Regions from separate parts of the Mus musculus genome. Here all the other regions are linked to region 6. Evidence: chromatin contacts called from public Hi-C, HiChIP or PLAC-seq and promoter capture Hi-C data. All regions are on one chromosome and are shown on one strand. The core of a region is the stretch at or near the end of the contact, and the rest is flanking DNA. Distances in the headings are between cores, read along the strand shown.

Region 1 (4,170 bases), core at 1,027-3,526, 810 kb after region 6:
AGTTCAAGGCCAACCTGTGGCCTCGTTCGCTGCAACACTGTTTCAAAAGGAAACAAAGTACAACTGTAAAGTCCAACCACTAGGAATAACAGTTGTTGTTGTTGTTTTTAATAAAAGCATCTGTTTACCTTATAAGCATTCAATTCTCCAGGCAGTGGTGGCACATGCCATTAATCCCAGCACTTGGGAGGCAGAGGCAGGCGGATTTCTGAGTTCGAGGTCTACAAAGTGAGTTCCAGGACAGCCAGGGCTACACAGAGAAACCCTGTCTCGGGGGAAATAAACAAAAAACAAAAATCATTCAATTGAATGCTTCCCAAAAGCAGCCACAGACAATCCCACTCAAGGTACTCAAAGAGAAAGAAATGTCCATAAGCACCTTAGAAGAAAGAATGGAAGGTGTTGTGCTGTGCTGGCTAGCTTTAGGCCAGGTCACATTGTCACAAGCTGAAGTCATCTTGAGAGGAGAGAACCTCAGTTAAGAAAATGCTCCCATAGGATGGGGCTGGAGGCAAGTCTTTAGGTCAGTTTCTTAATTAGAGATTGATGGGGGCGGGCTCAGCCCGTTGTGGGTGGGGTCATCCGTGGGCATATAGGGTCCTGTGTTCTTAAAGCAGGCTGAGCAAGCTATGTGAAAGAAGGCAGGAAGCAGCCCCCTCCATGGCCTCCTGCCTCCAGGTTCCTGTCCAGACTTCCTCTGAGGCCGAACTGTGACGTGGAAGTACAAGACAACTAAACCCTTTCCTTCCCAAGTTCCTTTGCTTTGGTCATGGTGTTTCATCCCAACAACGCTAAGACAGTGTGTTTGCTAATCATGCTTTGAAAAATATCACGAACAAGGGAGAAACAATTTCTTGGCTCACAAAGAATGGTAGGAAAAAGGTGTGCCTTCTCCTTGAAAGCCCTCTGCCACGGGTGACAAGATCCTTATGAATGAGCATCAAGGAATGGCTGACCTCTCGTGAGCTGTTCCTTACAGATCTCTTTCCACAGTAAAATCAACTCCATGGGGTGTGGGGGCACAGCCAGGAATCCCAGCTCTTGGCACTGCACAAGGAGGCAGCGGCTCAACAGATAAAAATTCAGAAGGAAAATGTAAACCCGTCCAAGGGTCCTGCCAGGCATCCCACTGAACCCTGGGGATTCTCAGACACATAAGATTGACTCTCAACTATGGAGATTATGTTTAGGAAATTTCAACGCATCCCCCCCCAACCCCCTTTCTTCAATACAGAGACTTAATATAACTATAGAGCATTAAACGTTTCAACCACCTCTGCACAGACAGCAAAGAGTTAACATGTCTTGAAAGCTGGGCTTATTTCCTTCCAACATTTTCCAGTCTCCCGGGCCTGCTGTTAAAAGCTGCCCAGTGTATCCAAGTTGGGGGCAGGCGATGGTGGCCCGCACATCAGAACCTTCATCGGTATTTATGTTTTAAGACGATCAAGGACGCGAAGGCATCCGCGGTTCTCCCTCTCTCTCCTTCTTTGCCTGGGTACAGTCTGTGGCCTTAGCACAGGCAACTAAAAATAAACGATCCTACACTTTCTTGGTTCTGCACCTTGGTAGGAATAAGCTTTTTAAACGACCACGGGTCTGTTTCTCCGGCAGTACCGACTTAAGGCCTCCGAAGGCAGCTGGCCTGGTGCAGCCCAGCTCCACACTGGCAGCCAACAGGGCCTGGGACATAACTTGGCACCCCGCCCACACCCGGGCCCACTCCAGCGAGGCCCATCCAGTCTGCAGGAACCTGGAGCTCGCGTAGGGGCCTGCACGTCCGCAGGACCCGGGGCTCAAGTGAGCCTTGCCCTTCCATAAGGGACCGCTGGATCGGGTGAGCCCTGCCCCCCCCCCCCATAGGGATCCCAGGCTCCGGTGAGCCCTGCTCCTCCATAGTGTCCCCAGGCTCAGGTAGGCCATGCTCCTGCATAGGGGACCCTGGCCTCAGATGAGGACATGCTCATCCATAGGGTACCCCAGACCCCGGGCTCAGGGAGGCCATGCCCGACCATAAGGGATCCCGGACTTAGGTGAGGCCCTACCCGTCCACAGGAGACCAAGATCTCACGTGGAGGCCCTACCCGTCCACAAGGGATCCCCAGGCTCACATGGATGTCCTGCCCTTCCCCGGGGGAACCCCCAGATCCCGTGGAGCCCCCGCAGGCCCAGCCTGCACCCAGTCCGACTCACGCCATACCTCTCTGTCCCGGCTGGGGCCACACCGCAGTTCCGGACTGCGCGGACGCAGCAACTCCAGGAGCTTAGAGGCCGAGTGCCAGCAGTTTCAAACTCGCCGCGGTAAAGCTCCCGGGATCCGCCAATCCGATTGCACGTAGACGTTCAAAGGAGCCAATCAGAGCTGAGCTACGCTTGGGCGGGGCTGCCTGGGAGCGCAGAGCGCGAAAGGGAGCGGAAACCGCGGCCAGAGGAATTGCAGGAGGGCGGGCGCCAACTGACTCTTGAGCTCTGTTTTCCTTCCAATATCGTCCTGTTGTTTCTGGACAGTCTAATCTATTCTCTTTTTTCTCCAGCTACCTTTCTGTGTGTAATTTCCCTCCAAGACTAACACAATTCAAATGCATTGAATTTAGATAGCCAGCCACCAAAGTGACAGTACCACTACATCAAGAGCTTGTTATTAGCTGGGCGTGGTAGCACACACCTTTAGTCTCAGCTTTCGGGAGGCAAAGGCAGGGCAAATTTCTGAGTTCGAGGCCAGCCTGGTCTACAGAGTGAGTTCCAGGACAGCCAGGGCTACACATACAGAGAAACCCTGTCTCGAAAAACCAAAAAAAAAAAAAAAAAAAAAAAAGAGTTTCTTACTTTTATTTTGTTTTGTTTTGAGACAAGGTTTCTGGGTGTAATTTTGACTGACCTAGAACTTGCTCTGTAGACCAGGCTGGCCTTGAACTCACAGAGATCCTCCTGCCTCTGCCTCCAGAGTACTGGGGTTAAAGGCGTGTGCTGCCACCACCACCTGGCTATTGCTAACATTTAAAATTACTTTATGATTATGCCTTTCAAAATTCTATATTAAGCTGGGATAATATAAATAATATATAATATTAATATATAATATATTAGTTTACATATGTATGTGTGTATATATATGTGTGTGTGTGTGTATATATGTGTGTGTATATATATATATACATATATATATATATATATATCTGAGGATTGTGGCACACACCTTTAATATATGTATATATATAATATTAAGTTTCACTATGGAATTTTCAGACAATATTGGTCTGTGTTAATTCTTCTCATCCCTTCTCCCAGTAACCCTAGTCCCCGCACCTCGTAACTGCACGCCCCCAAGCCCATAGCCCTCTGTGTCCTATCACCATGTCCATGACTCTAATCCCCCCCCCCACTCGGGCAGCCTTTCCTTTCTAGTTGGAACCTTATATACACACTAACATATGAACATTACATGCTAGGATCCGCCTATGAGAAAGAACATGAAGTGTCTGTCTCTCTATGTCTGTGTCAGGTAACTTGATGTATTTTCCAGCTCTCCCGTGTTCCTGCAGATTATGTTTTTTTCAATGAGTTTTTAGCAGCCAGCAGAAGGATCACATTTAAAGTACCTTAAGAAGACAAGAGGATAGGAACCAATGAAACACTGAAAGACACCCTCAAAACTGAAAAGAAAAAATGCCAGCCTGTTTCTGTGATTATACACTTATGTATTCATTATGTATACAATGATAACACACTAAATGTTTTGACATATCTCCACATAAGAATGTTAAATATTGGGCTGAAGAGATGGCTCAGAGGTTAAGAGCACTGTCTGCTCTTCCTAGAGGTCCTGAGTTCAATTCCCAGCAACCACATGATGGCTTATAACCATCTATAATGAGATCTGCTGCCCTCTTCTTGTGTGCAGGCATACATGTGTGTAGAATACTGTATACCAAATAGATAAATCTTTTTTTTAAATGTTAAATATTCCTTAGAAATCAAACCTTCACAAATCTATGAACAAACAAAATGTCATCTGTTTTATCGGCTCTAAGTCAACACCAAAAGCTCTATCTTGCCACCACCCTCAGACCACATCCTTCAAAGAGGCTGTGCTCCACTTTGAAAAGATTCTCAACTCCTCAAGAAAATGAAGCAGTGTGGTGTGGGACCAGAGAGATGGCTCAGCCATTA
Region 2 (4,086 bases), core at 1,186-3,685, 790 kb after region 6:
TTGGGAAGGTAAACACATTGTGCCTAGAACTTCTGATCTAGGAGAGGGTCAAAGAATAAATACTCCCATGCTCACCTCTACTCTAAGTGTGGTTTTGCTTAACTTTATATCTCTAGTTTCTGATAGATGCTACTCACCAATTACAAGTTGGATGGATGGATGCATGCATGGATGGATAGGATAGGTGGGTGGGTGGATGCATGGTTGCATGGATGGATAGAAGGATGGGTGGGTAGGTGGGTGGATGGATGGGTGGGTGGGGGGTGGGTAGGTGTATGGATGAGTGGGTAGATGGATAGATGGATGGATGAATGAGTGGATGTATGAATGGATGAGTGAGTAGATGGATGGTTACGTGGGTAGATGGATAGATGGATGGATGAGTGGGTAGATGGATGGATGGTGGAGTATATTGGTATATAGATGTGTGAATAGACAGATGAATAGGTGAGGGAGTGGACAGGTAGGCGAACAAGGATATACAAACCATCACACAGGTAGATGAAGAACTAAATAATGAACTTCAGAGTATGGTAGATGCCAAAATTTATTATAGTTTAGGTAATAAAAATAGTTTTGAAAGATGATGTATAAATACACTTGGTATAAGTACAAAGTCATCTTGGTGTGCTCCTGAGAAGGACACTGCAGCCCTGTCACGGACCAGAGCTCCACACAATGGAAGGCTATAAACAGCAGGCGGCATCACATGAGGGTTTTGCAATAGAAGGTTCACAGGACACAACTGTCTCCATCACTCAGGGTTAAGCTGTTTGGAAATGGAAACAGTCATGCCCTGTGTATTACTTTATCCAAAAGATGCCAGGCTCCCTGCATGGGCCCAGACCATCTATTGGCCTCTGTTTGAGGCAGGTTGCCAGGATCCTTTCTGCCAAGGAATTGCTGCAGTCTTTCCAAATAGGGAGTGAGCCAGTTCAGCAGATGTATTCTTGTTTGTAAAACTCTCCGAATTTCCCCTGATCAAGTGGGAAGGCCTATGCACACTGGCTCTGAGGACAGTGGGGGGACACTCAGTCATAGGCCTAGACTGCATTCAAGGGTCTGGTTCCAAAAAGGCCACCTTCAGTGGTCCCTCCAGGGGAAACCTGGAGGTCACCTGGGACCCTCTAAGACATTGGAGCTCAGTCTTCCTAACGCTGAGACCCTTTGATACAGTCCTCATGTCTTGGTAACCCCCTAACATTAAATTATTTCATTGCTATTTCATAACTGTAATGTTGCTACTGTTGCGAATCATAATGTACATATCTGAGATGCAGGATATCTGATATATCAACCCTTGAGGTGAGAAACTGACTCTCCATAGAAACAATAAGCCCCCAGGCCAGGCACCATGTTACTGTTAGGTTTACTGTCTTGGGTAAAATGGCATAGTAACCAGATGTCGTGAAAAAGGGAGCAAACCAATTCTCAATAGCAGGCAAACTGAGGCTTGGAAAGTCATTTCCCCCGTGAACCAAAAAAGCATCCAAAGGCCTCTCCACGGCCAGCCTGCAGCCAGCCCTCTTCTCCGGCTTCCTGCTAACAAGCAGGGTTACCTGTTATATTCTGGCAACAGAACCTTTGTGTATGGGTGGTCCTGTTCCCCCAATTGGTTCTTGGTCTCTCAGTAAAGACGCCATGGGCCAATCACTGGGCAGGAGAGATAGGCAGGACTTCCAGGTCCCGAGAGGCAAGGAGAGACCAGAGTTCCTGGTGCTTCTGATGAAGAAAAGGTGACCAGCCCCGTGAGATCTTGGGTGGAGCAGCCGTATGTGACCACTCCCACAGGCAGGGAAGTCGGAAGTGATTAAGTAGGATGTAACTGAGCTACTAAATCTGAGGGCAGGTGGAGAAGTGCGGAGATAAGAATATTGATGAGGGCAAGCTTTTCCTGGCGGGAGATAGTATCGCCCAGCAATTGTATCAAAAGGCAGATTGAAATTGAACAACTGTGTGTCTGTGTCTTTTATCTGTGGATTCCTGGGAAGCTGGGTGGGGGCTGGTAGCGCTGCCCATTCCCGGATCCTGGGCAGGGTAGCAAAAGCTACTTGCAACACCTTTGACTGGAACTGAAGGTGAGACACTCAGACAGACCTGGCCACCACGTGTTTAAGCTGTCTTCTCCTCTCTGAGCTTCGCGTGTTATTGTCTTCAGATCGTTTGTTTGAAAACAGAGCTCATGTTGGCTTGGAATTCATTATGCTCCTGCCTTGCTAGTCATACAGGCCTGTGCCACCTCACCGAGATTTCAGTTACCTTCTGGATAGAGCCTGGACCAGTTGCGGAAGCCACAAGCATCGCCAGCCATCTTGGTCCCTGGATGACTATCTGTATTCAGTCACTAAGCTGTCTTTTTATGGCCCAGTGCTATGACTACAGAAAAAAAAAAAAAAAAAAAAGGAAGACACGCCCATTGTGAGGTATTTCCCATCATGCCTTGCAGCAATTAGCCAACCCTCAACAAGGTGTATCAGGCCGTCGTGGAGGGTCCGCTCACCTGCCTCAAATGTTATCATCATAAATCATGAGCAATTCTCTTCTCAGTCATCAGATCCAAACAGACCTCACTGGCTTTGGAAAGCTGGCCCGGTAAGCCTGTCGCAGGGCATTATGTGTGGCTCAGCAAAGATGCAGGACAGGATTGGTAAACTCTGAGCGCTCCACGACACTCAACATGTGTGTTCATTCATAAGACAGATACATTTACACTGTGCTGCCAATAATCCTAGCATGATTTAAACATAACCCTAATAAGAGAGGGATTAAATCTATACATAAAAGTTAATGAAAACGTGACATTTCTCCTTATAACATTTAGATTGTCTTTCATACCCCTTGCGGGATGCTATTCATTTAAGCCCTGGAGCCTCAGCTTTCTGGGGTGGAAACCTTGTTTGTGGAGACATGACTGGTTTCAAGGAATAATGGAAACCTCTTGGGTAGCTTACACTCAGGCAACACCTTTCGCTGAGCTATCTCCAGGTCCTGTCCAGGTTGCAAGTGTGGACTGTGTGTTATCTGACAGTGCAGACTCCAAGTCTGTTGCCAGGGTAACCAGACGACGAAAGCTGTGGGGTGGAATAAAATGTTTTATTTATCTTGTTTTCTGTTAAAGCTAGCAGAACAGCCCCAAGGGGTGTGCTGGGTCACCAATGGTGACTATTTAAGGATGAATGGATGGCTGGATATATAAAGTCATTGTTAGCCCACAGGAAAACCACAGCTAAGATGTCATTCTTAGGCAGGTGTGGCCACTCAAACCAGTAATCCCCGGACTCTTACGGAGCTGAAGCAGAAAGATCATAATTTCAAGCCTAGCCTGGGTTATGGAATGAAAGCCTTAAAAACAATAATAAAATCCACAAAATAATTCCCTTCCCCAAACTCTCCATCACAGATGAGACTACTACAGCTCCCCTCAAAGGAACACGCAAGAGAGCAAAACTAGCCGCAAGTGCGAGAAATTGCTGTTATTAAGTAGTGCATGATTATTCGAGTACAATGAAGAGACGTGACATCATTCCTCACAAAGCGTCTACTCTACTCTTAAAAAAATAAAACAGAAAGCCAGGCTGGAGACTTACACCTATCATCTCAGCATTGCAATTATATTTTGAGTGCTGGGCCTTCCTGGACTTCAGCATGAGATCCCGTTTCAAAAATTTCAAATACAAGGGTTGGAGAGACAGCTTAGCAGTTAAGAGCAGAGCACAGGCTGCTCTTGAAGAGGACCTGAGTTCAAGTCCCAGCATCCAGTGGCTCACAAAGACCTATAACTCGGGGCTGGCGAGATGGCTCAGTGGTTAAGAGCACTGACTGCTCTTCCGAAGGTCCCAAGTTCAAATCCCAGCAACCACATGGTGGCTCACAACCATCCATAACGAAATCTGATGCCCTCTTCTGGAGTATCTGAGGACAGCTACAGTGTACTTAAACCTATCATCTTAAAAGACCTATAACTCCAGCCCCCCAGAGGGGCCACACCCTCTCCTGGCCTTCAGCCACGCCCTCTCCTGGCCTTCAGAATATTGTGCTCACATTCACATACCCACACAGAGATACCCGCACATAATTAAAACACAA
Region 3 (4,090 bases), core at 844-3,343, 640 kb after region 6:
TTTGGAAGTCAAATGAGCCCTGTCCTCCCGGAGTGTTTTATCACAGTAGTAATAATCCTCCCTAAGTCAGTCATGCTGTTCATCATCTATAAACCTGGGATAATAATACTCACCAAAAGGACTACTAATAGATAACAAAGAATCAATCATTCTGGATCCTAGCAGTACAAAAAAAAAAAAAAAAGCAATTGTATTTTTTTTTAGAGATTTATTTATTTATTTATTTACTTACTTTACATGAGTACACTGTAGCTCTCTTCAGACACACCAGAAAAGGGCATCAGGTCCCATTACAGATGGTTGTGAGACACCATAAGGTTGTTGGAAATTGAACTCAGGACCTCTGGAAGAGCAGTCAGTGCTCTTAACCACTGAGCCATCTCTCCAGTCCCACAATTGTATTTATTCTCAGAATTCTTGAAGCCGAGTAGATTATAGACGTAAAACAAGTTGTTTCAACAATACTTACTGGATCCCATGAAATGTACAGGAGTAAAATGTGATGCCCTTGGCTTAAGTTGAAAATAATGTAGGTCCAAGTGCATTTAAAGATAAGGAGATGGCTCAGTAAAATGCTTACCAAGTTCAGCTCCCAATACCTATGCAAAATCCAGGCATGACTACGGTGCCTGTTTTTCCTAGCGCTGAAGAGATGGGGCTTCATGGCCAGACAGCCTAGCCTAGAGCACCGAACTTCAAGTGCAGTGAGAAACCCTGTCTCAAAAAACAAGGTGGAGAGCCATGGCAGAAGACACCCCATAATAATCCAGGGCCTCCATCAGCACACATGCATGCGAACACACTTGAATCTCACGGCTTCCCAACGGTCTTAGTTTGGGTTTTATTGCGGTTAAGAGACATATGATCAAGGCAGCCCTTACAAAGGCAAATATTTAACTGGGGCTGGCTTATGGTTTTAGAGGTTCAGCCCATTATCATCACTGTGGAAGCATGGCAGCATCCAGGTAGACATGGTGCTGGGGGAGCCGGGAGTTCTACATCTCTATCTGATCAGCAGGCAGCCCTGGATTCTTTTGTAGGCAGCCAGGAGTAGGGTCTCTTCTGCACTGAGTGGAGCATGAAGGCTAGGAGACCTCAAAGCCCACCTACACAGTGATGTACTTCCACCAGCCAGGCCACACCTCCTCATAGTGCCACTTCCCATGGGCCAAGCATATTCAAACCACCACACCCACTCGGTACTGTGCAGCATAGTGCTTGACTGCCATTACCCACTACTGACTGGCCTCCACACTGCCGATGCCTGCCATTACGAAAGAGCATTGAATGTTGTGTTGTGAAAAACACAAAGGTTCAAAAAAAGTGTGGTTTCTGTTGAATCCGTTTATTACTTTCAAATCAACTTAAAGACCAAAGATCCAGGCTTCCTAAATGGTACCTTCTTTCTCCTGTATGCTCGGGTTCTCCTACATGCTTGGCACCCTTGACATGGTGTTTGCTGAGCAACGACAAGCTCAGCAAATGCTTAATGGATGGGCGATAGATGTACTGAAACAAGCCTGCTTTTCCTGAAGTCATGAAATTATCCCCCAAACAGGGAAGTTTGAGTTCTGTGAGTCATTTAAACTCTCCGCTAAGGCCAAGATTTGGGGGAGGGGGGGCTGGAGAAGCAGCTTAGCCTGAAGAGCACCTTTTGATCCCTCAGAAAGCCCCGTGGTTTCTGTTTCCAGCACCCACATGGTGGGTCACAAACCATGACTCCAGTTCCAGGGGATCCAGTGCCCTCTTCTGTCCTCTGGGACACCAGGCATAGAAGTGCTGTATAGAGACAAAATACTCATACACATAGAAGTTTTAATTATTATTAAGAAATCTAGGAAGAAAAGAGCAGATAGTATCCCTAGTTTTCCAAGTGTTTAAAAAAAAAAAAAAAAAAACACCATGAGTTAATGTTTTCCCTATGCGTGAAATTAGTGACGCTCCTTGCCCAGAAATAAGTATCAATTTGGCAACTGGTGAAATGTTTGCATATTTTCCTCGGAACGAACTGACTTCATAAAAAGGGAAGGAGCCGGAGTTTCTGGTTTCTGGGGCCCTGGAAGCTAAGAGCTGAACGTATAAACAGTGAGTAACACATTAGTCATAGTCCGCAGCTGCTCCCTGGCAGGACAAGAAATAACAGGCTCAAAATACTGCGGAGAACCAGGCTTGACAAAAAAAAAAAAAAAAAAAAAAAAAAAAAAAAAAAAGGCATTTCTCTCAAAGAGTGAGTCTCAGTCAGATGGCCCGGGAAAGCGCGTGTCTGGAGGGATTGTGGGATTGTTTTCTGTGTCATTCGTATAGATAATCCACGAACCTGTTTTGATGAGTTTTTAGTTGTCTTCTTTCATAAAAGCTGACGGGATAGAATGATTTTCGGTCTTGATTTTTTTTTTTTTTTTTTTCTAGAAACTTGACTCATTTCACACATGTCCCCTAGAGGGCAGCAGTGGCCCAAAACACAGGCCAGGATCTAACCCTTTGGCGCCAGTCTGTCCACTGCTTAGGTCCTGCAACTGCTTCCTTCAAGTTGTCAGTGGTGTGATCATTTCTATCCCGTTGTGTCTATCTAGAAAACCCACTAAACCTGAGAAAACAAAATAAGAGTTCATTTCACAACGTTTGGGATGGAATTATATGAGGTTTACATTTTGTCTTTCTATATATGACCTGTACACACATAGCCTAGGCCGGTGCTTCTCAACCTGTGGGTCTCCCACCCTCTCACTGAGGTTGCCTAGGACCATCAGAAACCCCAGATATTTATGGTACATTCCACAGCAGCAACAAAATTACAGTTACAAAGTAGCAATGAAAATAATTTCATGGTTGGAGGTCACCACAAAATGAGGCACTGTATTGAAGGGTCACGCAGCATTCGAAGGCTGAGAGCCACTGGTTCAGGTGACCCTGTGCCTGTGGGCGTGTAGAGAATATAGATGCTTGAAAGCAAGAAGTCAAAGCTTCTGCCCTTTATGGAGAAATCAAAACTATTCCAGGCATTGCCAAGTCTCTATCCATGCTTGTTCTCACTCTGAGGTTACTACGTATGGAAGAATTGGTTTGATGGTAGATTTAGTAAGGAATAGGACAAAGAAATAAGGGTAGGTGGCTTAGTCTAGAAAGGGTAGCAGACTGACTTGATATACGGAGGATGGCTATTCGATTTGGAGATTGTAAGTGGCAACGTTAATTTTAAAATGTTCCTTTTACGATGTAAAGCATGGCAATCTGGGGAGACACAGCTCCGAACAGCATCCAATTCTGGTAGTGCACAGGGCTTCCTGTTGTGGTGGTGGCAAACCAGCACAGGGTGCATCCCAGAAAGATGAAGGCGAGAACCTGAGTGTACAATTTTCAGATGCTGAGGTCTTAACACTGTTCTTTAAATATTTCGTTTCTGCTCAGAGACATTTTTATTCAAAGGACACAACTTTTACAAGGTGGCAGGTTTTTTGTTTGTTTGTTTGTTGTTTGTTTGTTTGTTTGTTTGCAAGGGTACCTCAAGAGCTTCCCATGATCCTTGTGAATTTATCTTCCGGGATCTCTCTGGCTGTGTTTAAGTTGTTTGCTGAACGGACTTTATTCTTTTTCCTGCTGTGAAATTAAGGGCAAGAAGGAAACCACACATATGCTACAAAAGGGTTGCGTGATGTCAGATCTGAACTGGTCTTGACAGATGTGGGCTGAGAAGGGTGGGTTTGTACACAAAATTCAGGGCAGTGAAAACCATCTCTCCACACATCCCTGAGTGGATTTGAGGATGTTCCTATCATAGCTTTTCCTCAAATCCAGTGCTGTGTCCTGTCTCCACAAGATAGATTGTCTGTGCATCTTGTGGCTGGAGATTACATGTCTGACAAGTGACGTGGGAACATTCAGATACTGCATACCAAGTTGCAATCCATGTCACAGTCAGAACTTTATGTATATGCTAGGAAATGTTCGCAGCTGCAACACCCTGGCTGGTAAGTGTTTGTGGTGGCCTAGTGCTATGTTGAGAATGATACCGCCCAGCCCCTTGGAACAGGTGCCTCTTTTAGTGGCTCTAACTCTGAGGAGTCAAAGAAACGGAATCCCAGTGTGGACA
Region 4 (4,229 bases), core at 397-2,896, 560 kb before region 6:
TACAGTGTATATTATGTGGTAAACGCTGCATGTCTGAAGATCATCTCTCTGTGTCTATTTCGTCTGTGTGTGTGTGTGTGTGTGTGTGTGTGTGTGTGTGTGTGCATGTTTTTGTTTGTGAGTCAGGTGTAATGCCCAGTTCCTGCAGCTCATGTTTGTAGTGCATAATTGCACCACAAAGCAGCAGCACAAGAGACTTGTGCGCTAGGTCAAAGGGCACTTCATGAGAATGGAATTCAGACCTGGGTTTGGAGGCACCTGTGTGAGTTGAGTGTTGGTAATTTTGAGTTTCTTGTGCTTTTACAACGGTGGGTCATTACAGACTGCAAAAGTAAGAGGAAAAGCACTCCTAACTGGATAGCAGCTTCTAGAATCACCTAGTCCAGAGCCTCTCAACCAGGCACTTATCCATTTGAGAGGAAGGAATATATACATATACATATATATATACACACACACACACATATATGTATGTATACACACATATATAAACATACATGTATATATCATATATATTTATATGCATATAAACATATGTATATATTTATACGTATATGCATATATATTTATACATATATGCGTATATATACATACACACAAATTTTCCCTCCCCCCCTCTGTATTCAGTGTAGGGGGGCGGTATGCCCATGTCCTGGCGCATATGTAGATATTACTTTTGGGAGCTGGTTCTCTCCTTCCACCACTTGGATCCTGGGGATTGGAACTTAGGCGGGGAGGTTTGGCATTAGGTGGGCACCATTCCTTGCTGAGCCATCTCACTGGCACACTCAGTTTCTTTTTAAGAAGTCCATCTTTCAACTGACTGCTTTAACAAGGAGGTCTGTAAGTAAGATGACCATATCATTGAAAGTCCACTTTGGAACAAGTGAGATGTCCCCAAAATAAACAGGGTCATTCTGTTTATAAAAGGAGCCTTGCCCAGGCCTTTAATGAGGGTGGTGTAGGAGAGTTGATTTGGTAGAGTCTTCCCTCAGGAGGAAAATGTCCAAAGCCCTACACATTTCCGGTACAAGATATGTCAAGGGGTAATTTTAAACACTTTACAAGGGTGTGTACATCCTCTAATTAAAAGTCTAAGCTGGATAGTTCAGTGGTGGACCAGTTGCTCACTGTGCTTAAGGCCTCGAGTTCAGCATTTCAGCATCTCCCCTTCCTCTTTCTTAATAAAAGCCTGTGCTAATAACGACCAGGCTTCTGGATAGTGTTGTCTGCTGTCACTTTAGAAGCGAACAAACCCGGGGACAGAAGTACTCGCAAAATGTGTCTGTCTGCCCAGCCTTCAAGAGCATGATCTTTGAGTGCAGCCATGTTTGAGAGACAGATAATGGATCCTTATATCCCTGATTGGTCTGTCGGGTCCGGTCAGTTCATGCCTTTAAACAACTTCGGGCGGGATGCAAGAAGAAGGCGCACTTTAAACCTGACAAGAAAACCACCTGCCAAAGATTTCTATGGCGAGCCTTCTCTAAGGCTCCACCCCGCCCACCAGTTGAGGCCCCGCCCACTAGCCGACAAAACCCAGGCGGGTTCAGGCCCCGCCTGCCACAGACCCCACCCACCCGGACTTGCTCTTCGTATTTAGGCCCCGCCTACCACACAACAGGCCCCGCCCACTCCCCGCCCTCGCTTAAGCCCTGCGGTAGCAGAGGGTCTGTTCAGAGTCTCGGGTCTCCGTGCTGTTTTAAAGACAGAGAGGCTCCTAGTACGCTTGCGCGGCGTCGTGGGCCGGGTTCCCCTGCAGACCAGACTTGGTACGGCCGAGCGGTTGGTGCAATCTGCAGCTGCAGCCCTGGGGCGCGCTTTTCAAATCGGCCGTGCCTTGCACCGAGATGGAGGGGCAGCTGCTGAGGGGTCTCGCCGCGCAGCAGGTGAGCGAGGCAGGGGACTGGAGAGCTGCAGCCTGGGCCGAGACCGAGAGCCGGGCGAGCTCCGCGGCTTGCACGCCTGAAGGGTGCACCGAAGGAGGAGAGCGAGGCCGGGGGCAACAGGAGGACGCCGGGGCCCATCCCACCTGCCGGTCTTCCAAGGCTTGCAGGGGAGGTGATGCTCCGGGAGTCGGTGCTCGAGTTGCTCCCCGGCCCGCGCAGCTGGGCGTGTAATGCAAGGTGCTGCTTGTAGCCGTGTGAGCCAGCATCAAACTGTGGGGCGCCGCGGGGTGAACGCTCAAATGGCATGTTCTTAGCTTTCCAGGAAGGTGTAAGTTTAAACATGGATACATGCACAAATACTAGGAAAAAAGGAGGACGAATCCAGTGTTTGTTTGTTTTTTAGCTATCTAAAATATGTTCAAAATCTTTTACACTTAGTGTAGTCGAGAATATTTCTTGGGAACCCCAGTCAAGTGTTAAAAGTATTCTTCCTGTTCATTATTTTAGTATTTTAATGAAAAGAAACCCCTTATATCCTTGTAGCGACATCTTCATTTTAATTTTAATTTTCACCTCTTACCGGCTCCTGAAGTATAGTAGTTCGAACCATATACTCTTGCCAGATTTGTGGGTCGAGGCGAATACTGCAGGATCATAGAATTTCTTTAGTAGATGCAGTATTGTTAGGAAGTCCTCTGTAATTCTCTGGAATGTTGAGCCAGGCTTTGTTTGAGTTATTGTGCAAACCATATTAGTAGTCACAAGACGTGTTTGCTACAAACATACACAAAACTTTCAACTTTCTTGTGAAATATTTCTTATTTTTGTTATGTATTCTAGGTATCCTATTTGCCTTTGTCAAAGGGTAGCCTTGAACTCCTAAAACTCCTCTTGCCTCCACTTTCCTACTATGGACTTTATAGGGCTGCCACACCGAGCCTGACTTAAGATGGAGTGGAGCTGGGTTCTAACCCAGTGCCTTGTGCATTCTAGACAAGCCCTCAATCAGCAGAGCCACACCCCACGCCTATGTTGATGGTTAACACAGCCTCTATTTCTACTGAACTAAATGGAGATCTGTTAAGTTTCTTTTTTTGTTGTTGTTGTTTTGTTGTTTTGTTTGTTTTCGAGACAGGGTTTCTCTGTGTAGCCCTGGTTGTCCTGGAACTCACTCTGTAGACCAGGCTGGCCTCGAACTCAGAAATCCGCCTGCCTCTGCCTCCCGAGTGCTGGGACCAAAAGTGTGCGCCACCATCACCCAGTATCTGTTGAGTTTCTTATGGGGATTGTGTGAGTGCTGGTGTGGCCATCCAAGTGTGCTATTAGTGCGACAGTGACATTCAAGAATGCTACAGAAGAGAAAAGAGGATAACAGAGCTGAGTGTATGGAAGGGAAATATGTGTGTGTGTGTATGTGTGTGTACATATATATGTATATATGTGTGAGTGTGTATGAATGATGCATATAATTTCAATATATATAGCAAATATATTAAGGCTTATTTATGTAAATATGACAAGATAGTAATTTCTAATCCTAATATCAAAACATAGAATTGGCTTTTGTTTGGGTCTTGAAGATAAGCAACAAAATGTTAATGGGTTTCAACTTCACAGGAATACTGAGTCAGGAGGAGGATTTTATACTTGACTAACAAACACTGTGTTCTTAGTTTATGTGTCCCCCGCCCCCAATTGAAATCTGTGATCTAACAGGGTGAGGTCAGAGGTTTAGTTGTTAGCCCTCGGCTTCAACCTCAGTGGTGTCTCGACTCCTCACGCGCTGCATATTGGTTCTGGAGTGAGGTTGGGGTCAAATCCCATTCTGCTATGTAATTCTCAGTGACCGACGGGTGGTTCTGAGTCTAGTTTCCATGGCTGCAGAACAGTTGATGTGCCTGTCTTGGATAGTTGTCAGGAGCACAGGCATGAGAGATGACTGGTTTTTTTTTTTTTTTTTTTTTTTTTTTTTTTTTTTTTTTTGGTTTTTCCAGACTGGCTGTCCTGGAACTCACTTTGTAGACCAGGCTGGCCTCGAACTCAGAAATCCGCCTGCCTCTGCCTCCCGAGAGCTGGGATTAAAGGCGTGCGCCACCATGCCCGGCGACTGTTTTTATTACATCCCTTTGCCTACTCCTCTGAGCACCTAACCCTAATTGGTCTTCCTGGTAAAGTCTAGGCTCCTATGAAAAAAAGTGCAAGTGGAAGTGCAGTTTGAGAAGAAACAATTCGTCCTTGTAAAGTGCTCTCAGGACACGAATTACGTTTCTCTGCACTTCAGTTTCCTAGAATGGTTAGTGTTAATTTTTTTTTTCTTCAGTTCATGGGATATTGTTTAAG
Region 5 (4,051 bases), core at 326-2,825, 670 kb after region 6:
AAAAACATTTCGTTTGCTTAGCCTGTTGGTGGTACAAACCTGCAAGGCCGAGGTTGCAGGAGTTCAAGGCCAGCCTTGGCAACATAGCGAGAGTTGGAGACCAGCTATGGGAGGATCTAAGGGAGGGGCAGGAAATTGCCAAAGAGACTGGAAACCAGAGATCCTGGGGAGGAAGAGAAGTCCATCTAAGAAAACCAAATGTGGTTTCCTGAAAAGGAGGGACGGAGGCGTTACTGTGAGAGAGGGTTTTGTTTGCTATTCATTTTTTTAAGGGAAGTTGAAGGATAGCCCTAAGTAACCGTCCTCACAGTAAAATACGGCTATCTATCTTTCCCACCCTTTCGAGATGCTGGCAAGGCCTTAGCTAAGAACTGATGGAGGCCAAGGATGTAGCGTGGCCATTTTTTGTGTGCTCCATGTCAGCCTTTAGAAGGGTTTTATAAACGTAGCACATCCCTAGTTGAAGGCATTCACATCCTAATCCGCCAGCTGTCTCGTCTCGTTGCAGGACTAGAGTGAGCGGATTACACAGCCCAGTCTAACAGGCAGTTGAGAAGGCGGACTGAAAGTTCCCTGCGGACAGGAGCCAAGTTAGTTGCAGTTCCCTGTCACCTCCTTAGAGCATCGCGTGATGCCAGACACCCCTAGGCACCTAGGCAGTTCTTCTGCGGATCCGTGAAAAGTAACCAGAACTCTGCCCCCAGAACTCACAATCGGCTTGAAAGTCCACAGTGTCCCCGAAACTGGTTTTCCCTTCCAAGATTTCCTGCAGACCCAGAAGAGGCCGAAATCAGTTTCAGCTCCCCCCCCCCGCCCCCCAGCCTCTCTAAAACAGCTGATTTCGGGGTGGGAGGTGGGGGTGGGGAGGACCGGGTGGGGGGAAAAGCTGGGCGTCCCCCCCCCCCGCCCCCTGCCGGGACCCCTTGAGCCCGGTGCAGGGGAAGGTGACCAGGAGGGGGAGAGCCAGCCCGCACGTGCAGCGCCCAGGGGAGGAGGCTGGGCCAGCGCAGCGCTTAGTCAGCAGCTGGGCTCGGTTTTGAAACAAAAGCCAATGTCCTCCCTCGGAGTCCGCGGCCGGTCAGTTCCTAGGGGGAAGAAAGCTATGCTGCCCAGCCGGTTAGTGGCCCAACTTACTTTTCCTGAGCCCAGGACTGAGGGCCAGCGGATGTTCGGGAGTGGGTGGGATGCTGCGGGGAGGGGGCGCGGGGACAGCTCGCACACACCCTGCCCTGCTCTGATCTCCGCTTGGCTTAAGGCCGGGTCCCCGGGGTAGCGGGACGCACGCTGATCCCGGCCCTGGAGCCCAGGCCCCTCCGGTGTGCGTGCAGCCGCAGCACCTTCGCCACCTCGCGTCCCACAGCTCAGACACACCAGGCCCTGGTTTCATGAATGAAATCCAATCGTGTGGTTATAAATAGCCGCCAAGGCTGCTCACGTCACGGTGGAGAGAGAGAGAGCGATCGGAGGCCGCCACCGCTTTGCTCGCTCCGTGCCCGGGCGCAGGGTTCCGCCCGGTGCCCCGCCTGGCCAGGAAAGGGGGCGGGAGGAGGGCAGGGCTGGCGGCGACAGCGACCTGGGGACGAGTCCCGTGGCCTGCGCCGGGACGCGGACGCGGCCGGGTGCGGCTGGGCCATGCTGCCTTTGTGCCACGCCGGGCGGGTGGCGCGCGGTGCGCAGGGTCCCGGCGTCCCCGCGAGCGCGCGCGGCGGGGGCCGCTGCTGAGCGGCGGAGGGAGCCAGGTCTCGCTCGGCTGCAGGGTAGGTGGCTGTGTCGTGCTGAGTGTCCCAGTGAGCAGCGGAGCACCCTCACCAGCTCCCGATTGCCTCGCGGGTGGCAGGTGGGGACCCCGGCCCATGTTCCCACCCTCCCCCAGCAACGTTTGCGAGAGTGAGCTGAAGGGATGCGGGGGGACAGTCCCCTCCCAGAGGAGTGAGCTGAAGAGATGTGGAAGAGCACCCGCCCCGGCCGCACCCCTAACTTGTAGCGGCAGACAACACGTACAACAGGCACCTTAGCAGTCCGGTTGCACCAGGGCCGGGTGCTGCCGCGCCCCCGGGGAAAGGCGCCTTTTCCTCGAAGGACTCTGGTGGGGAACTTGGGACGCGAGAAGCAGGGTGCTCTGAGCCCTTGGGTGTTTGCCCTGCCCCAAGCAGTGTCTTTGGATGCACGATGACGCCCCTCTCCCTCCCCTCCCCCCTAGCCCTGTGTCTAGGGAGTCTGTTGTGAGTTGCTGTGCCAACAATACACGCTGCCTTGTGAGGGGCTTGCACACACCTCAACTTAAGTGTTCAGCTAGGTTCACAGCCAGGGGGTAGGGGGAGAGACACAGAAGAGATCCACACTCACACCCACCCCCAAAAAAGTGGAAGGAAGGCAAGACTGTGTAAAAAATGTATATATAACATTTGATTCCACTGTTGGCCGTGGGGTTTCCATCCCATATCAAACTACTCAACGGAGGAGCAAAGTCAATATTTAGACTCAGACAAGCCAGAAAAGTTAGGAGGGAGAGCCAAGCACAGGGTTCTGAGTTGGCTTTGCACGTCAGCACAAGAGCTGCGCCTTTGGGACTGCCTGTACACATATGCTGGGGCATTGGGGGTGGAGGCATGCATTAAGCTTGATAAGTTACAGAAAGCTGGGAAACGCTAGATAGTAGCAAGCAGAGGAGACATCCTGACTGAATCTCCCTGGTCTGTGCTTTTGGGGAAACTACTGAATACTCAGCCTGGGGTTTCAGCATGAGGTTCTCTGTAGGTTGTGCTACCTGCCATAAAAACATACAAGAGACTCCAAACCATGCCATGCTTCCAGAGGCATTCAGCTTGGCCAAGGGCAGATAATAAGCCACCAACAGGCTCATAAGTTCACTTTTAAACACTCTTTTGAGACTCAGTGTATTATTTCATCTTCAGTGATCTTTGGGACGCCTATGAGAACCAGTGGTTCCCATTAGACAAACTCAATCTTTGGACTGTCAGTAACATCTGAGTGTTGTCCCCACAGGGGAAGCAAGCAGTCAATTATCATATTAAACAAGATTCTTGATGAGACTCCTGGATCATATTTGAAAATCAATGGGGGTCTGGGTTTGATCCATTCCTTCCCATGGTGGGAGGCTTTAGCCCATCTCTATCAACAGTCTCTATGTTCCAAAGTTGTGAAGGTCACGGGCATCCCAAGGTACAGGGTTATGTATGCTCACAAGGATGCACACAAGTAGCCTGGTTGATGTTACCGACTTATTACTTCTACAGAAAAAGAAAATAATTAATAATAATAATAATAACAGAAGAAACCAGAATTCATTGTGTTGGGGTTAAGATGGTGTTTTAAAATGACAATTTTTTTTAAGAAAATCTCCCACTCCCTTGTCTATTTGAGAAAACCAGTGAGTTTTCACTGTGCTTACCATCCATTTGTGGCTAAGTGCTTTTTCTGTATCATCCCCAAATGCTCAGAAATATACTTCTTCGAATGCTATAAAATGCTAACATAGCTATTTCAGGAGATACTTGACCCAAAGAAATACCAGTGTACACAGAGCATAAACCAAAGTTAGTCAGACTCTGCCCATCCTCGCCTGTGGAGAAAGATACAAAGTATGTTAGAGAAAAAAAAAGAGTTCCTGTGGGCTGGTGGCAGGCAGAGGGATTTTAACAGTATTTCTCTCTATTCTCTAGGTAAGACCAGCTGTGCGCAGGAACTCCTGTTCTTCACTTCCCGGGAGCGAGGTCAGTAGCTCTGCGCATGCCCACAAGCACAGATGAGTATTGTAGCCTCTGATGCTGAGATATGTTCTAGAGCAGGTTTCTTAGTCGTTTTGTCTCGAAAGAATCGGGTTTTGCTGTTTTATATGGTTTGAATCCATTGTTTGTTGAAATCAGTCTATTTTCTCTTCAAAGAAAAGAACCTTAAAATGAATCTTGTGTGCCCCGTCTCTCCTTCCTGTGGGTCATTCTAAGGAGAAAATCAAAATGGTAGTAGACAGTTGAGGGTCCTGGGCATCTGAGTGTAGTCGGTAATGGAGATTTGACTCATCTTCATCTTA
Region 6 (4,328 bases), core at 1,773-4,272:
GCTAATACAGACATTTGAGGTCTAGTTATTTATTTTATTTTATTTTATTTTATTTTATTTTATTTTATCTTATTTTATTTATTTTTACCATTGCACAGTCTGCCCAGGTTGACCTATATCATACAATGGTTTATCCACATTCAAGTATCGTACTTCAATCATAGAAGTTTCTAGGATGATATTGAGAGTGTGTAAACTTGAACGTTTGCTACTCAAGTTGAGCCCAACGGGGTGTTCTGGAGGACTACCCCTAACGTCTAGAGGACCATCAGCATGTAGTTAGATCTGCCTGTAGAATCCCACCAGACATACTGATGATCTCTCAGACCACCATGAGCATCTTTCCCTGTAAGATAATGGCTGCATTCTGGTGATTTACCAGAGGGGCCAGGTTCACATCCTCTGTTGAGGACATGCTATGACTCATATTCAGCAACCCTGTAGCTCTCTCATGTGAGCTATGCCATATTGCTTTCAATAATTAGCACTTTTGAGGACACTATTTATGAACTAACTGGCCAGGAGGCTGTGGGATCTGAACCGGATATTTATTTATAAGCTATTTTTACACAGTATAGTAGCTATCCTTTATTTTCAATTTTTGTTACTTTTTTTTTCCTTTTCACCTTGTATATTCATGGAAATAAAGGCTGAAAGTTTAATCTCACATTTCAAAAGGAGGTATTTTTGTCCAATATTACTGAAGAAACTGGACTTCACAGTTCAGATACTAGCAAGCAGAGCTCATGAAATGTCCCCCACAAAAATCTCTTTTCCTGCTTCTGTACCCCCTGCCCTGTGCTCAGGGTATCTCAGTGTAGACTGCAGTTTCTGGTGACCGCCTTGTCTGGCATATGGCAGGCTGCCTGTGATATCGATGTGCTAACACAATTGCTTGAGAACCTACTATGTGAAGAGGACAACCATTTTTATTCTCGATGTTGCCCATCACCAATACATGGGGAACCGCAGTGATTGAAGCCTGTGCTTTACTTCTGATAGCGTTGGCCAGAAAAGAAATAGCTCATTCTTGCATGCCTCAGATGACTAGATGGCCTTCTGGCTGAGTCAAGTTAGATACGGAATTTACCAGAAAAGAAACCCCAAAGTGGATCACTATTAAGGGGGCCTTTCTCCTCAGCAGCACTGGCGCTGCCCTACAAGGGTCTTTTGCCATTTTTTCCTGCCAACCACAAAGTTCCAAGAGCCCAATTGGGCAGTCCCAATGGTGGACCATCTTGCTGTGTTCTAGAAGGCCTCAGTTTTATAGGTCTGGGAAATGGAGAACATACCGCCGAATATTAACTGTCATTATTGGTTAAGGGATACTGCTAAGTAAGCCCATGGAACAACTGGATTTCTTCAGTTTCTTACCCATAAAAAGATTGAGCTAATAAAAATTGAAATATATATTTATGTATGTGTACATGTTATGGATTTTAGCTCAGTCTTTTTATTAAACTATCTTCCTCCCTCCCTCCCTCCCTCCTTTCCTCCCCCCGCCTCTCTCTCTCTCTCACTGATTCATTAAGCCTCAAATCACTAAATGTTCTTAGAAAGGGCATAACATTCACTGGTGAGTTAGTGTACAAGCACACGGAAACATACAGTCATAGAAGATTTTGTATATGTTTAAACGACACAGAATTTAATTGGAAAGTTTTCTATGCTGGTTTAAAAATTATGTTAACTTACATTAGCGATCACAAGGGAGGAATGAGCTTAGGATCCAGTTTATCATGTTAAAATGTGCATTTAATGTATGCTAATTTTATTTAGAAAGGCTCATGGGAGACCCTGCAGGCTTAGCGGTCTGCCTGCAGTACTGGGGGACTTGGAGGGGGTGGAGTGGGACTGGCTTGCTTGCTCCCTTGTTGAAGAGGAAGGCATGAAATTACTGGCTTTGTGCTTCCTGACTGCTGAGTCTGCAGCGAAATACTTATCTTCTTCACAAAGACTGTTGTTGTTTGGACTAATATGGAAGCTGAACAAAGCTGTGTTAATTAACACTTCATTATTCACTCCTCAGAGTCTTTAAAAAAAAAAAGGAAGGGAAAAAATAACCTCATGGAAACTGTACTTGATAGACTCAGTGAGGAGATTTAAACAGTAAAAAAAAAAAAAAGATGGCTTAGCTGATGCACTTGCGGTTAAATTCTTAGCAAGGAGTGCAGCACCTTCTGCCAAAACTGAACACCTGACCTTCATCACTAGGACGCATATGGACAACCATCAAGTGGTCCTCTGACTTCCACACTGAGCACTGGGACTGGGACTTTCATCCACCCACCCACAAATAAGTGAAAATGCAATAGTAATAACCCTTTAAGCATTAAGTCTAGGGTCACGATGAGTTAATGCTCCACACACATTGATAGCTGGTGCTAGGAGGGGGTGGTAGATGACCTTGTGTTACCCAAGAGGTCCCTGGAGTACCAGGGACAAATTCACTATGAGCCATGAGGCCAGGGGCAGAGAACAGACTCTCAGCTCAGGGTGTTTGGTCTTGTCTCCTGGGACAGGGACAGGTGACAACAGAAACTAACCATGACTCACTCAGAAAGCAGCAATCTTTAACACCCTTTGAACAGTTGTTGATCTTCCCAGTCAATCAATGGCACTTGCAAAAAGGGACGGGTCCCCTTTAAGATCAGAGATTACTTTTTGTTTTTCCAGTTAAAGATTTGCATATCTGTGAGGCTGCGTGAGCCTGGAACTTTCCAGAGTAAGCTCACAGGGTCTGTGTGAGCTTCAGGGGTCCTGGAGACCTCTGCCCCAAGGATCAGCTTGCAAGCCTTTACCGCTTGAGTCCCAGGCAGCTCTGACCTTGACCTTGAGTGACCTTGGTGTTAGCCAAGGACCCGGTACTGGACTTCCCGGAAAGGGACACATACCTCAGAGTCAGAAGTGCTGCCTACTGGCGACACCCCAGGGGTGGTCAACGCCCAGGAGGTCAATCCTGTGGACGACCCTGACACGTTTTCTTTAGAGGAAGCAGCCTTCATCGCCAAGGCAACCGTGGTGGGAGGCAGTGACGCCTAACCGAAGCTCAGGCCCCGCCCACTCACGGGAGCCCGTGAGGCCACCTGCTGCTCGAATTACAGTGGAAACTGAGAAATTTACTTCAGAAGCAATTCTGGAGTTGACACAGAAAGCTAACTCTAAAAGGGAGACGATAAGCGATTTGGGGGCTCTGGCTCTTAATGGTTGATCTTAAGCAATTTTTATAACGTTTAAAAGTCTGATCCGTGGCATTGTGGTCTTCAGTAGGAAAAACTGACTCTAATTTTAGAGGTGTATATTTAGCTAGTGATGGAAGGGGCAATCTGCAACTTACTTCAAAATACCGAGAGAGGCAAATGGACTTGTGAATTAAAATTGCGGAAGAGGTGGGGTTAGAACACTGTCTCCTCTAGCAACTGTTTGAAATTTCCATAATACAAAGACTCTAAACAAGGAGGTATTAGATTGGGAGTATGAAGAGCCTCCCTCCACCCACTCCACCTTGGTAGCCCAGGCTGAAGAGGATCTTGAATTGCTGACCTCCTACCTCCAGCTCCCAAGAGCTTACAATCAAGGGCACCATACCCAATTTATGCAAGCACACACTGAACCCAGTGTCACCCGAGTCCTGGGTAAACACCTTAACCACTGAGCTACAAGCCCGATCCTACATATTTGGATATTTTTTGGTTATTCAATGCTTCCTTTGGCTGCGGGATGCACCATACATTTACCTGCTTGGAGGCTGCTACCCACGCAAGACGCTTACTGTCAAATCCATACACTACGGGGTCGGTTCCTCCACGCATACAACAAAATCCCAACCCCTAACGGCTTCAAAGCTTTCCAAAGAGATCAAACCGATTATTGTATTAGAAATGTTCAGGGGATCTTGTCACCTCCTAGTGTTCACAGTGCTGGTGTCTGTGTTAAACTTTCCTGGCTGGATACATGCTGTGCAAAGCCACCAGCTTACCAAATCAGAATGCTTCTCTCCAGTTGCCTTTCAGAGAAAATTTAACATGTTCTTGTACGTAGCTTTATAACCATGTCTGTCCCTCAAGTGTTTTCGTAGTTTAAACAACCCAAATCCTGGTATAGCCCACCTCTATTCAAGAGTCATCTGTAGCTTAATTCACAGACATTCCATCTCTTCAAGCAGGTTGTAATGTCGCTTTTCCTTGGAATTTTTACTCTTCGAGGGACTGACTGAGTTCTCAGTACAAAGTATTAACTCAACAACATGGCTATGACTTTTAACCCCACTTTAAAAGGATTTTAGAATGTGTTCAATTAGTGAAAATACAGTCAATTCATAGTTATTG
Region 7 (3,803 bases), core at 955-3,454, 760 kb after region 6:
TTAATGAAGCACACTTCTGGGGGTGTCCGAGAGGGGTCCTGAGGGCTCTGGACTAGAGAATGGATTGATCCCGGATGTTTGGAGGTAATGTTGAGATGTGTGAAAAGAACTGAGGGTCAGGCAGAAGTAAGTCACTAGGGGCATGGCCTTGGGGCCTGCACACATTCTCCTTGCTTGCTATCCATCACCTCAGGCTCCTACCATCAGGATGCTCTACAGAGCCCAAGAGATCAAGCTACCATGGGCTTGACCCCGGAACCCATGAAAAAAGCAAGTCCTTTGTCCCTTGACTTGAGTCCCGTACTGAATCACAATGAGTAAAATAACAGGCAAGGCCCATGCATTAGTAAGTGTAGTGGTTTGACTAGGCTTGGCCCAAGGAGGGGCACTGTTTGGAGGTGTGGCCTTGTTGGAGTGGGTGTAGCCTGATGAAATGGGCGTGGCCTGTTGGTGGAAGTGTATCTCTGTGGGCATGGGCTTTAAGACCCTCATCCTAGCTGCCTGAAAGCCAGTATTCTCCTAGCAACCTGCAGATGAAGATGTAGAATAGAACTCTCAGCTCCTCCTGTACCATGCCTGCCTGGATGATAATAAACTGAACCTCTGAACCTGTAAGCCAGCCCCAAGTAAATGTTGTTTTTATAAGCATTACCTCGGTCATAGTGTCTGGTCACAGCTGTAAAATCCTAACTAAGACAGAAAGTGGCTGAGTTAGGATTAGAAATCAAGTCTGTCTAAAAACTAAAACTCACTCTCAAGCTTTGTGTTAGAGAGAGCAGACCCAGGGAGACTCTCTAACTCAAAGGATTAGTATCAAGGTGGGGCCCTGAACTAACTTAGGGACTTGTCCCCACCACCACCACCACGTGCCCCCTGCATTGACTTCCAAGGATCCCAAGATCCATATAAAATATAGACTTCCCCTCCCCCACCCCCAGGCTAGACAGAGCCAGCTCAGGGCTTCTGAGTTCAAGGCTAGTTTCTTTGGCTTGTGTCACACAATTTCAGGTATTTCTGAGTGCAATCTACCCTGGTGCCCTTCTCCTTACTGATAAGCACTCCTCTTGTCAACTGGAATCCTTTGCCTACATGCCTTCCCTCTCACCTCCAAAGCCTCTTATCGCTGTACGCAGAGGCTCTGCGTTAGGTTTCAGGGTCCTTTTAACAGAGGGTGCATCGAATTACCACCCTGACGGCTGGCTAAAGTTTAACCCGGGATGGGATTCTGGAGTCATCCAAAGTTCACTGCATCTGCAGTTACCAGGAGATGAGCCTTAAGTCAGGCCCACATGGGCTTGGCAGATTTGGAGAGTTCCCACACGCCAGTTGGTGTTGGATATTTCTTTACTCACCCATTTTGAAGGCTGTTTGAAAGAGGTTAACTACAGAAAACCTCCTGCCTTGCCCTCCAGTGTCTGGGTTGTAAATGCAAAAATTAGAATAGCGGAAGGGACCTTCATCCTGGAACCCGCCACTCACTTGGGTTATCAATTTGAGCCTGTAGGACACAGAACAGGCTGGGGGCTCAGAGATCAGGATCAGAGGCAGAGAGATCAAAGCCGTCCATCACGGTGACCGAGGGTGGGAGAAAGTTACTCAGGCTCCTCCTCCCGGATACAATCCTGAGCCTGTAAATCTGGTTGCTCACAGCTTTTCGGCCTGGGACACAGAAACAAATAGGGAAACGTAGACAAGATGTGTGCTCATGATATCCGAATAAGCAGTTTAAGCCGAAGGTCCGATCGTGCTATTATACCCTCCAGCCACGAGGCGGCGCCACAGAGCCCGCAGGCACCAGTAGTAAAAAGAAAATGTGAGCTAAGTGGGGCCTGGCTTCTCTGTTTTGGGTGCAGTTTGGTACACCGAGTTCAGAAAGAGGCCTCACAGCAATGCAGCATGGAGCCCAGCTTCAGAGACCTGTATCTTCCCTGGATAAAATGTAGTAGAGTTCGTTTGATACCACCTCTTACAGAGCATCTCTCCTGGGCTGAGTCAGTTTCCTTCACCCAAAGACACTTGGATTTGGCTTTGTATAACGGTCCCAGGCTCCAGGCACAATGAGCAAGAGAGAAGCTGGTCTCATTTCCACCCAAAACCACGCTGTGTGAATTATGAGGTCATCAAAGCATGTAGCATAGAGTGAGATAACCCAGGCTCCCAGTTGAGATGGATAAGCAGCTCGACTAGGTCTGTGGGATGTTAGTCAGGGGCGTTCGAACCCTGCCTTACTAGGGGCAGAAAGAAGGTCCAGTCACGGCCCCAGGCATCACACTATCCCTGTCCCTAGGGACTACTGGGAAGTAAGCTATGAAAGCCAGACCGTGATGACTTTGAGTCTTCCAAAAAATGGTCACTAAAGGTCACAGCCTCTGTCCTCGTTTCTGATCGTTTCTGAGGAAGCAAGATGTCACTCCCTCTAAACCTTTCAAAATTAGAGTCACCCAAGGAATGTTGAAAACTACAGATTCCCCAAGTCAGAATCATTGACGAGAAGGGGCGGCCCAGGAGTCTGTGGTATTTTCTTTTTAAGAAAAACTGTTTACACAAGTAATCTACCTGCAGGAAAGTCCCTCCTTAAGTAATCCTGAAGGTCCTTCTCCCTGCAAGCCCCTTGGCTAGCTGAGATCACTGTCCCCTGAGAAGCCACACTCAAGGACTCCCTTGGTGTCTGTGGAGTCCTTGTCGCCCCCTGCTGGTATGAGAGCAGATCTGCCAGAGTCGCCTTGCCTTCTTGGGAATCACAAGAGGGAAAGCTTTTTCCAGGGTTGTCTGCACTCTCTGATGTTCATTCCAGTGTTCTCGGTGCACTGCAGCTTTGATGCCACTGGCTTGCATGCCTGAGCGCTTCTGTTTATTTACTGAGGAGTCTGCCCTGGTTTGGGCATCACACGGGGCTAGGGAGTGCGGGATACTGGGTCCCCCTGCTATGTTTCCTTGGAAAGCAAGACATTCCATAACCGAGCAGTGGTAGCACACACCTTTATTCCCAGCATTTGGAAGGCAGAGGCAGGTGGATTTCTGAGTTTGAGGCCAGCCTGGTCTACAGAGTGAGTTCCAGGACAGCCAGGGCTACACAGAGAAACCCTGTCTGGGAAAAAAACAAAAACAAAAGAAACAACAACAACAAAAAGATGTTCCAAGATGAGTTTCGAGAGGAACCCATAGCAAATGGAGACACTCTTCCACACATTCCCAGAAGACCATCAGCTCCCAACACTGGGGAGTAACACTCCACAGACTATTGGTCAAGTCTGCTCTGGTCAGCTCCCAACTCTGGAAATACTCACTGTGGGTCAGAAATGGAATCTGTTTAGGCCTTGAAGCCTCTGCAATGAGTGCCTCTCCCCAGGGACTTTATTTACTCAAAAACATGTGGGGTGTCCTGGAAAGGAGGTGGGTTTTGCAATAAAATACACAAGTCCAATCCCCAGTCCAAGGCAACATTTAAAAGTTACTTAAAATATTGAAATTTTTGTGTGTGTAACTTTTTCTAGTTTCTCAATTGCATAGTTCTTCTTTTTTTAAATTTTTTTATTATATGTAAGTACACGGAAGCTGTCTTCAGACACACCAGAAGAAGGCATCAGATCTCATTACAGATGGTTGTGAGCCACCATGTGGTTGCTGGGATTGGAACTCAGGACCTTCGGAAGAGCAATCAGTGCTCTTAACCACTGAGCCATCTCTCCAGCCCCCAACTCCATAGTTCTTGAGTGTGAACTTTGTAACCAAAAGTGTCCTGGTGTGGAAGCAAAAGGTTGGCTATGCCTGTGTGTCTACTGAGCCTGAGAAAGAGCATCTAG

The links. Promoter capture Hi-C pulls out the DNA fragments that hold promoters and counts their contacts. A called contact is a pair of places that touch in the nucleus more often than the background predicts. HiChIP or PLAC-seq counts read pairs in DNA pulled down with a chosen protein or histone mark.
Region 1: an H3K4me3 HiChIP or PLAC-seq map of craniofacial prominence shows a contact between it and region 6, with 5 times the contacts expected there. The contact joins the promoter of Cdk1 here to the promoter of Cabcoco1 in region 6. A contact is called at or near these places in 8 of 39 promoter capture datasets (the 3T3-L1 cell line, the C10 cell line, cranial neural crest and 3 more), 3 of 115 datasets of contacts at active chromatin or transcription factors (craniofacial prominence, large pre-B cells and stem cell-derived neural progenitor cells) and 1 of 9 other capture datasets (adipose tissue).
Region 2: a contact with region 6 is called in a Hi-C map of liver, with 1.9 times the contacts expected there. The contact joins the promoter of 4930423B08Rik here to the promoter of Cabcoco1 in region 6. A contact is called at or near these places in 10 of 39 promoter capture datasets (the 3T3-L1 cell line, 3T3-L1-derived adipocytes, the C10 cell line and 6 more), 2 of 484 Hi-C or Micro-C datasets (cortical neurons and liver), 1 of 115 datasets of contacts at active chromatin or transcription factors (large pre-B cells) and 1 of 9 other capture datasets (embryonic stem cells).
Region 3: a contact with region 6 is called in an H3K27ac HiChIP or PLAC-seq map of embryonic fibroblasts, with 5 times the contacts expected there. The contact joins the enhancer-like site here to the promoter of Cabcoco1 in region 6. A contact is called at or near these places in 4 of 39 promoter capture datasets (the 3T3-L1 cell line, the C10 cell line, hippocampal neurons and 1 more) and 2 of 115 datasets of contacts at active chromatin or transcription factors (embryonic fibroblasts and embryonic stem cells).
Region 4: an H3K27ac HiChIP or PLAC-seq map of embryonic stem cells shows a contact between it and region 6, with 8 times the contacts expected there. The contact joins the promoter of Rtkn2 here to the promoter of Cabcoco1 in region 6. A contact is called at or near these places in 1 of 39 promoter capture datasets (pre-B cells) and 3 of 115 datasets of contacts at active chromatin or transcription factors (astrocytes, embryonic stem cells and pancreatic cancer cells).
Region 5: a promoter capture Hi-C map of pre-B cells shows a contact between it and region 6, with 4 times the contacts expected there. The contact joins the promoter of Rhobtb1 here to the promoter of Cabcoco1 in region 6. A contact is called at or near these places in 7 of 39 promoter capture datasets (the 3T3-L1 cell line, 3T3-L1-derived adipocytes, the C10 cell line and 3 more), 1 of 484 Hi-C or Micro-C datasets (B cells), 2 of 115 datasets of contacts at active chromatin or transcription factors (astrocytes and embryonic midbrain) and 1 of 9 other capture datasets (adipose tissue).
Region 7: a promoter capture Hi-C map of liver shows a contact between it and region 6, with 2.7 times the contacts expected there. The contact joins the enhancer-like site here to the promoter of Cabcoco1 in region 6. A contact is called at or near these places in 11 of 39 promoter capture datasets (the 3T3-L1 cell line, 3T3-L1-derived adipocytes, the C10 cell line and 6 more), 1 of 484 Hi-C or Micro-C datasets (cortical neurons) and 1 of 9 other capture datasets (embryonic stem cells).

Annotation. Positions count from the first base shown.
Region 1 is chr10:69,350,636-69,354,805 of GRCm38.p6, forward strand. Cdk1 (cyclin-dependent kinase 1) reads right to left here and starts at 2,277. Exons shown (of 8, transcript NM_007659.4): 1 at 2,201-2,277.
Region 2 is chr10:69,325,826-69,329,911 of GRCm38.p6, forward strand. 4930423B08Rik (a long non-coding RNA gene) reads right to left here and starts at 2,436. Exons shown (of 2, transcript XR_380547.3): 1 at 2,260-2,436; 2 at 530-769.
Region 3 is chr10:69,183,973-69,188,062 of GRCm38.p6, forward strand. It overlaps a transcript of Rhobtb1 not described here. Among named protein-coding and RNA genes, the nearest start is that of A930033H14Rik, 27 kb to the right of the region's middle. Within about 2 kb of position 2,094, at least 194 of the 459 cell types and tissues checked have an H3K27ac peak or open chromatin away from gene starts, as enhancers often do. A contact at or near this core is called in embryonic fibroblasts and liver, where this site is marked.
Region 4 is chr10:67,977,924-67,982,152 of GRCm38.p6, forward strand. It overlaps Rtkn2 (rhotekin 2), which reads left to right and starts at 1,647. Exons shown (of 12, transcript NM_001359319.1): 1 at 1,647-1,889. The coding sequence starts at 1,851.
Region 5 is chr10:69,211,619-69,215,669 of GRCm38.p6, forward strand. It overlaps Rhobtb1 (Rho-related BTB domain containing 1), which reads left to right and starts at 1,576. Exons shown (of 11, transcript NM_001252637.1): 1 at 1,576-1,757; 2 at 3,684-3,734. A930033H14Rik (RIKEN cDNA A930033H14 gene) reads right to left here and starts at 1,480. Exons shown (of 2, transcript NM_001331193.1): 1 at 1,135-1,480; 2 at 1-766. The coding sequence starts at 1,387. The coding sequence ends at 708.
Region 6 is chr10:68,538,853-68,543,180 of GRCm38.p6, forward strand. Cabcoco1 (ciliary associated calcium binding coiled-coil 1) reads right to left here and starts at 3,023. Exons shown (of 8, transcript NM_028491.1): 1 at 2,895-3,023. The coding sequence starts at 3,005.
Region 7 is chr10:69,304,632-69,308,434 of GRCm38.p6, forward strand. No RefSeq gene overlaps it. Among named protein-coding and RNA genes, the nearest start is that of Gm40685, 5.5 kb to the right of the region's middle. Within about 2 kb of position 2,205, at least 45 of the 459 cell types and tissues checked have an H3K27ac peak or open chromatin away from gene starts, as enhancers often do. A contact at or near this core is called in 3T3-L1-derived adipocytes and liver, where this site is marked.